Regions from separate parts of the Gossypium hirsutum genome. Here regions 1 and 3 are each linked to region 2. Evidence: chromatin contacts called from public Hi-C data. All regions are on one chromosome and are shown on one strand. The core of a region is the stretch at or near the end of the contact, and the rest is flanking DNA. Distances in the headings are between cores, read along the strand shown.

The links. A called contact is a pair of places that touch in the nucleus more often than the background predicts.
Region 1: a Hi-C map of leaf shows a contact between it and region 2, with 2.4 times the contacts expected there. The contact joins the promoter of LOC107951094 here to the promoter of LOC107951287 in region 2. A contact is called at or near these places in 6 of 34 Hi-C or Micro-C datasets (hypocotyl and leaf).
Region 3: a Hi-C map of leaf shows a contact between it and region 2, with 2.1 times the contacts expected there. The contact joins the promoter of LOC107951345 here to the promoter of LOC107951287 in region 2. A contact is called at or near these places in 5 of 34 Hi-C or Micro-C datasets (callus, hypocotyl, leaf and 1 more).

The regions. Positions count from the first base shown.
Region 1 is chrA02:34,933,287-34,936,484 of Gossypium_hirsutum_v2.1, reverse strand. LOC107951094 (pyrophosphate--fructose 6-phosphate 1-phosphotransferase subunit alpha) reads left to right here and starts at 1,562. Exons shown (of 18, transcript XM_016886012.2): 1 at 1,562-2,032; 2 at 2,386-2,558; 3 at 2,758-2,870. The coding sequence starts at 1,943.
Region 2 is chrA02:35,209,904-35,212,807 of Gossypium_hirsutum_v2.1, reverse strand. It overlaps LOC107951287 (phosphatidylinositol-3-phosphatase SAC1), which reads right to left and starts at 1,334. Exons shown (of 16, transcript XM_016886282.2): 1 at 1,022-1,334; 2 at 351-555; 3 at 92-257. The coding sequence starts at 1,150.
Region 3 is chrA02:35,534,059-35,537,030 of Gossypium_hirsutum_v2.1, reverse strand. It overlaps LOC107951345 (biotin carboxylase 1, chloroplastic), which reads right to left and starts at 1,720. Exons shown (of 17, transcript XM_016886357.2): 1 at 1,360-1,720; 2 at 1,167-1,236; 3 at 316-641. The coding sequence starts at 1,217.

The DNA of each region.
Region 1 (3,198 bases), core at 313-2,812, 280 kb after region 2:
GCTGGTTCATGAATGGAAGCATGTACCTTGTAAATTCGTTCTCCCCTTTGTACATGCACATTATACATTCAATGTGATGAATTAAGGTAATATTCCCTCCCTTTGGACGTTCATGAATCCACCCATACATGTATAGGAGCTGATTGGTCAAATTGAGGTGTGAATGGCTTAGATGCTGCCTTGGGAATACGATCGGCCAAGCTTGTGCTTTAAGTTGCTGGACACCTTTTGGCCAAATAGGTGCCTTGGGGAGCCAAATGGATCAGCCACCATTCATTGAAAGAGGCCTTACATGCACCGTCCCATACATTGAACCTATCATGCATGAACCTTGTTTAATTACTCTCCAAATTCAACTCACCTACAAAAACACATGAACCAAAATTAAATCACATAAAATTCAGCTGAACAAACATTAATATAATTTAGACACACTAATTAAACATAAATTAAATTAGACAAATTTAATAAAGTCTTAACAAGACATTAAATTCGGCCAAGACACATTTAAAACATGTAATAAGTCAAAACATAATTATGAGCTGTAGTAATTTAAGCTAAATTAATAAATTACTTAATTTATTCAGACATTAAAATAAATGAGTTGAAATAAACTTAAGCCAAGCTCAAACGAGCTAAAGTAAGCTAAATTGAGCTCAAACGAGCTAAATTAAGCTCATGTGAGCTAAATCGAGCTGGGAAAAACTAAGATTGAGCTTGTTGAGCTGAGATTGAGCTTCATCTTGCACTTGGGGCCCTCGTGTTTAGGCCAATCATGATAGCAACGAGTGGTGCCACAACATGATGCGATTGAGATCACATCATTAGTTCTAAACTATACATTTTATTGCTTATTTTATATTATTTTTAAAGACACATTTGTAATATAAATTTGTGATTTCCATACATGTGTGCAGTGGCGGAGCTAATGGGGGCTGGCAGGGGCCCTGGCCCCCTAAAATGAAAAATTTTCATTTAGGCCATTTATAATTTATAAAATTCTAAATTAGTAATGGTAAAATTGTACTTCAGCCCCCTAAAATGATAAAAAAGTGATTTAATCCTTTAAAAATTATAAAGATATAGACTATCAAAATGGTGAAATTGCATTTTTACTATCATAAAAATATACAATTTAATTCTGCCGCCAAAAAATTTTCTAGCTCCACCACTGCTTGTGTGATAGGATTTCTAATATTAATAATGTTGTTGATTGAAATGATGTCACAAATTAACTCGACACCAACTTAGGATTGATGACAATATCATGATAAATAATTGCATTCATTTAGTAATATTAATATGATATATTCAAGTGTTTAAATTTGATTTTATAATTTAATCTAAAATTTTAATATAATACATATTCCATGTGTTATTATTGATAATTAATTCAAATAATATATTTCAATATTTATTACGTGTTATTTTTTTAAAAATTAATATTTTAAATATATTATTTCCACCCTTACATATTTAATAAAATTTTTAATTTTAATTTGGTGTGATCTAATATATTTTTATCAAAACCAGAGTATCCACCTCTGGGATCTAATATTCAGATATTCACTATGTAATTTGTAAACGGGGAATGAGAAGGGGTGGCAGTAGCGTAATAATAGAAAATGGAAGGGTGTATATTTTGAAAGGAAAGACGCAGGGCAAAAGAAAAAAGGTAAAAAATTTGGTTCGGTTGTATCGCCCATAGGAGCAGTATTACGACTCAGCAGTCCGAGAGTGAGATATAAAAAGCACATCACTTCCACTACAGACTACTCCCCATACCAAACACCCCGCCGCAGCAACCATCTACCATCCATCTTCTCATTCTACTCTTTACCTACCAAGATCAAGAAACCTCAACAATCAACAACTACCAACTAGATTTGGATTAAGTCACCCAAAACCAATCAACCAACCAAGCAACCGAGAAGCAAAAAGAATGGATTCTGATTATGGCATTCCCAGAGAACTTTCTGATCTTCAGAAACTCCGATCTCAATACCAACCACAGCTCCCTCCTTGCCTCGAGGTCGCTCCCTTCTTTCTCTTCACTTTCTGCATCTGAATCTCATGTTTTCTTTTTCTTTTTCTTTTTAATTTGTAATCGTTCATCTCAAGATTTTCGCGTTTGCTTATTTTTTTAAAATTAAGTTTCTATTTTTGGCTTTTCTTAGATCTATTCAATTTAATCTCTGCTTTCACACGATTATTGCTATTGCTTAATGCTAATCACGATTCATACATCTCTTCTGATTTTTATGATCTTTTGCTTCTGCATGTACGGTGTTTAGATTTGACCTGCTGTTACGCGGCTGTAGACTACACTAGATACTTGATTGCGGGCATTTTTCTTATTAACAATTAGTTTTCACGTTTCTTCAGGGAACTACTGTCAGGGTTGAGTTTGGTGATACCACTACATCTTTAGACCCGGCTGATGCTCATACCATAGCCCGAGCTTTTCCTCACACTTATGGCAAGCCCTTGGCTCACTTTCTCAGGGCAACTGCCAAAGTACCTGATGCTCAGATTATAACTGAGCATCCAGCTATTAGGTGCTTGTTATATCACACTTCATGATATTGTTTCTTTACTTTTTTCTTTTGGTTCATTTTCATCGCAATAATTCTCCATCCTTTAACCTTTCTGTGGAATTATTGGCATTTATTCATGGTCGTATGCTTCTGTATGTATGTATTTATGTATGCAAGTGTATTTTTATTTGTCTAATGACCAGATCTTCTCGAATAACAGGGTTGGACTTGTCTTTTGTGGGAGACAATCCCCTGGTGGCCATAACGTCGTATGGGGCCTCCACAAAGCTCTCAAAATCCACAACCCTAATAGCACTTTGCTGGGCTTTTTGGGTAAGCAGCGCTCAGTTTAAATGGTGTTATACAGTCAATGCCACAAAACACATACATGATACAATTATATGAGAGGACACACGTAAAATGCCCAAGATGTCGGTGAAAAACAAACTTTGATTGAAATAGTAAAATGAAAACTATAAAGTTCAAATCAATGTGTATTTTTTTTATTTTTATAAAGAAGATATAAAAAGATGAACTCTCTCAAAATTATATAATTTATTTTGTAAAACAATGTTATTTTTAGTCATTACCCAACAATCGAGTTGGTACTTGATTGACTACCAACCTAGTCAAGGGCTTAATATACAGTGTGGATGCATAA
Region 2 (2,904 bases), core at 85-2,584:
GAATTAAAAAAAAAAAAAGAAATAAATAAGATCCAGAGGTTTTCACCAAATCCTAAAACTAATTATGAAGCTTGCAAAGTAAAGGAGATACCTCAGCTCAGTTTTAGAATGCGCTATGTCGGATTGAACAGAAACATGAGGAACTGTGATCAACTGACTCTCATCTATGCTATATATTGCATGACCACATATACTACCAATTTGCTGTCGCTTTGTAACCAGAATCAAGTAGTATGATTCCAAAAACTTGATGCAACCTAAAAAGATTCCGACACGTAGTACTGAGTTTAATAGAAACAATTCCTTCAATACCTCAAAAACAAAACAAGAGAGAGTAAATTGTCACTAACCCACAATCCCGAAAACTTTTGCCACAAAGTTTAAGCCCCCAGTGGCACGATTTCCTTCGGCAATCCGCTGAAGCAAGTTTTTGATCTCTTGTGGTGAATAAACCACTGGGTCTTCACTGATATTAAGATCAGATCGTTCAGATCTATCAATTTTCAAGACCCGAAAGAATTTCTTGTTCCTATCACTCCCAATTAAATAATACCTCTGTTTAAAGAAACCAGAAAAAAAAAACTCAATCCTGAACAAAACAAGATTAAAATCATACATAAAAGTAATCTAACTACCCAGATTGCAATTTTCAGAGCGACCAAACAGCAGCCTCAAGATTCCTTGATAATCAATTTTAGTCGCTTCAGATTTAAGAGAAATTCTTTACTTCTTTCACTTTTTTTTTAATATTGTGATTTTAGTTTCTTCTGCTCGAAATTTCTCCTTTTTTCTCCCGCAGTAAGCAGAAAACTTGAGAATCGAATACAAAACCCTAATTTCCACTTTTTTCCATCTTTTTATCTTAAAAGGATACCAATTCAAGAACAATTACACAGCAACTAACCTTATGCAAAAATGAACAAAAAATAATAATTTAGAGCATTCTCTTCCTTGTTGCTAAAATTAAGAGAACTGTATGATTTTGCCATGAGAACAAACACAGAAAAGAAAGGACTGTTACCGCTCGGGTTTCGTAAAGCCGGAACTTTTCAAGAGAATAGGAATTGGGATCGGCCTCCGGATCAATGGAAGGATGGATCTTAGCGTATGGAAGAGACAAATTGGTTTTCAAATTCTCCAATTTTGCCATTTTGGTGGTAAAATTTTGGGACTCAATTCAATTTATGCGTTATGTCTTGGACATTTGGTTTTGGTTTTCTAGTTAGTTTTCTTTGACGATTAAAACATTTTTGGATTTCTGGGACTCTTAACTGAGTTGGCTTTGGCTATATAGTCTTTGCCTATTCGATTCCTAACCCACTGTGTTGGCGCCGGCCGCGTGGTGTCATTGAAGTAACTTACAAATATAGAGTAAATTATACAGAGAGTCTTTTAACTATTATTAAATTTTCTTTTGTTATAAAATAATTATTTAACTATTCGATTATGTTATTTTTAATTATCTACAGTTAAATAATTAATGGAAATATAACTTGTTATCTTTTATTTGTATGCATATAATAGCTTTTTTATTTACGATGCATATATTAATTGTATGCAATAATTAAATTATATTTGATTATTTCTTATAAATTTTCGTAAATTTTTTAACGTGTTATTAATAATATGGTTATGAAACTAAAATATAATAATATCTAAGTTTAATTTTAAAAATAAGATAATTAATATTAGACTAAATTTAAATAAAAATATTTTTAAAAATATTTTTAAAATATAAATATTATAATAATAGATTAGGTGTTTAAATACACAAAGAAAACAAAAAAAAAGGGGGGGAAAGAGAGTACTTATTTTATATCAAAAGCTCTAATAATCTCAATAGGATTAAGCCTCACATTTATACAAGAGAATAGCTAATGAACCAACCAAGAAACTCAGTCTAACAATCATCCTAACCGATTCTTAGCCGATAAATTAACTGAAATTGAAACAGATTACATTGAACTAACTGACTTAACTAATAGCAACTGCTAACAGAATTACCTAATTTACCTAACTAGCAACTACAACATTTACTGGTCCTCCTAGTGACTTCTTCTTCTTCTTGTTTTTGTTTATACTTGCTAACAACACCAAAGCTAAACCTAAACTTGTTGAAAAAAGGTGCGAATAAAGGTTTGGTAAGCTCATCTCCAATCTGATCCTGTATTGGAACATGATCAACCATCAATTTGCTTGTTTTCACTTTCTCTTTAACAAAGAATAAGTCCAATTCTACATATTTGAACTTGGAATGCATTACTGGATTGGCTAAAACAACCACTGCACTTGAATTATCACACCCACAACAGTTTGGCCTTTAATTCTAACCTTTAACTCAACCAACGATGATTCCAACCAGATAATCTCAGCAGTAGCATAAGTTAAACCCCTATACTCAGCCTCTCAGTGGAACGAGATGTAACACCCTTTACCCGTATTCAACGCTGAAAGAGGGTACGAGGCATTACCGGACTTATCACATTAACAAACATACAATTTTGGGTTATAAATTTTGCACCCAAATTAGAACCATTAATATTCAATCACAATGTGTAACAACCCCTAACCCATATCCGTAGCCGGAATAGGGTTACGGAGCATTACCTGATATTTGGAATCAAATATGAACATTACATAATTATCTAACAACCATATTCTTTCTCATATGATATCCCAATCAATTCAATTACTTCATTCAAATCAAATCTAATTTTCATACCAAAACATAATATTTATAATCTTAATATAGTACATAAAATTATATATATATGTATTCATTAACATTTTATAACATATTTTGCAACACTTTTCAAAATGAAAAATACAAATGTCATAGGTACATGCCATTACCAAAAAGATATGTACTTTACCATAATGAGTTCGGGATTGGCCTTAAATACT
Region 3 (2,972 bases), core at 471-2,970, 320 kb before region 2:
GGTACTTCTTCATGTATTATAGCTAGTTGAAACTTATCTAACAGATATAATTTAAATCAGTCTTTTTCAAGCACTATAGCTAGTTGAAACTTATCCAACAGAACAATTTAACACAGTGTTTTCATAGTGTAATTGCTTCAGTCCCCTTCTTTCTTAATCTCCAAACTACATATCTCTAACTCAATGAACAAATAAAGATTAAATGAGGAGCATCTAACAAGACAAATTTCATAACAAACTTTGATGTAAAAGCTAAGACAATTATAATAGAAAAATAACAAGGAAACCATAGATGCTCAAGATATGACTACTTACGATTGACTGCTTGGTGCTTCGCCTATGCAAACTGATTCATCAGCCAGCTTCACATGAAGTGCATCCTTATCAATTGTAGAGTAAACAGCAACACATGGTATTCCCATCTCATGAGCTGTTCGGATAACACGAACAGCAATTTCTCCTCTATTTGCCACCAAAATTTTCTCAGCACGGCATTTAGCACCAAGAGCTACTCCACACCTGCTAGATTTACATTTAACTTGGGTTGACTGAGCTTTCTGCCTAGGAAAGTTGATCCTGCTTCCCACCATAAAGGTACACTGGGAACTCCTAATAACTCTACTTCTCCCCAAGAATAAGCCCTTCAATAGGAGAATCCATGATATTAGCTATATATCATAATAAAGTAACTCGTAACTTTGATTAACGATATGTTTAAAGTTTATCCCTCTATTAGAGGCATCGTAGAGATGTCTGCAATCGATCAAATAGCTCTTAGGATTTAATGCATGTGATTGATAAGTTTCATTAGCACTTTGTGGAAAATCATTAGATATGAATACGTTAGATACTTGCGATTCGATAGCGAGTGTAAAATAGCATCTCCCCAAAAGAGCATGCTCTTTTTTACCACCAGATAAAGAAAATATGTTGTTGGGAGCAAAGGGATTGAGGAATTACCCATACGTAAAATCACAATAAGCATTTAACGGGGCATCGGAGCTTTGGAAGATTTCGTCCTAGGAAACTAGAAAACATCGGAGCATTGCCGGAATTCAATCTAGGAATCTATACCCAATTTCTAAAACTGTATAGAAGAAAGAATCTAGCATCCAGCAGAAGGAACAAAGAAAAAATTATGATGCGAAAAGAGAAGGGAGACTTACAGGAGGTGATGTGACCGATTTGCACATAGTCAGTGAAGCATCCATTGCCATTGAGAAAAACAGAAAATGCCTACAATAGCAAATACCCATTTAAGCCAAAGCTTCAGTGCTACCTGTCTAAGCATAAATAAATAAATAAATAAAAACCAGATAGATCTAATGAAACACAATTTAAAGAAAGAAAGAAAGATACCAAGCTTGACGTGAACAAGAATCAGAGCAATGTAGTGAGACAGGGAGATGGGGAAATAGAGAGAAGAGAGAGATATAGAGAAGTTGTCGATGGAAACGAGGCAAGTGATTTATTGAATGCTCCGCCTAAATGGTTGGGGTTGTCACTCATCAGGCATATAAGCCCGGCTCCATCTATTAGCAGTCATAGACCTTTCCCTATGGTTCTATCTCTACTGTTGGGTCCATTCCTCCAATGTTTTCATTCCACGTTTGTATCTCACAATTGTCAGCACCCACTTAGCACTATTTCGATTAGGGCCGGAAAAAGGAAAAACAGCTCGACTCATGCCCATAACAAGTTTTTTTCTTTTTCTTTTTTTCTTTTACTTTTGAAAATCGTCGGGCAGGTTGGACCTTTTTATTAAGATTTACGGGTCAGGGTCATAGTTGGCTTTACTTAAATTTGTCTCAGCTGTCGCTATATTTATTAAAAGTTTTGTATTTAAAAATTTTTATTTAAGTAATTAAATTATTAAAATTAATGATACATTACTTTATTTGTTTGTAATGTTTATATTAATATTTTTTTATTTAAATATTTTCATGAAATAGATTTGAATGATACAAATTTGTAAATTAAAATTCAAAATGTTTTTTCTCTAATCTCCACCACTGACCATCAAATCAACTTGGATCTAAAATATGTTCTACTCGTTAAAGAGTACCGATTCACCATGTCGATCATTGAATCGTTGTTTGAAGCTCGCTAGTGGAACTTTAAAAAAAATTAATAATCTAATGACTTAAATAAAAACTTTTGAATAATTTAACGACTTAATTCAAACATTTGAATAGTTTAGTGACCAAATTGTAAATTTGTTTAGTTAAGTGACCAAAACGAAAACTTATCCATAATTTGTGACTAATAATATAATTCACCCTTTATTAAAATATTCTTATATTAATTTTATAATAATTTATATTATAATTTTATAAATATATTCATATCTTTCATATGATTTTTATAAAATTTTAAATATATTATATATTCCATTTAACTTTCTAAAAATTAGAATTAATTCTTTTCTTTATTCTACCAAAAAAAAAGCCATGAATAGTTAATTACTCAAGTCTGCTCTCAAAGTAGCACAATTTCATCTAGCAATGTCTAGGGTTTTACGATTGGGTTTCTACTCGTGATAATATTTCTTTCGGCGAACAAGGAAGTTTTCTATAAAAAAGAAGATACTTTGAGTAGCGGTTATAAAAACTGATTTTGTTAAGATCAAAATCTCGATTATAAATGGGAATAGCTGAAATTGCTGAAGCACGGTAGATATGTCACAAATGGAGAATGAGTTGGCAAATTTAAGCCTTGACAAGGAAAAGGATGAAGGCATGCAATTTGCAACGGAGGCTAGACCACAAAGATTGTTATACGAATTGTGCTTAGTTGCATTCTACCTCGTAACGAGTGTGGTTCACTTTCCTACAATGAAGAATACGATGGCTAATTTATGGCACTTGTTGGGGGGAATTCAGATATCTGACCTAGGTGAGAAACATTATGTTTTCTGATTCTTTTATGAGGTAGATATGGAACGGATGATGAGTGGAACGCCATAGCCTTTC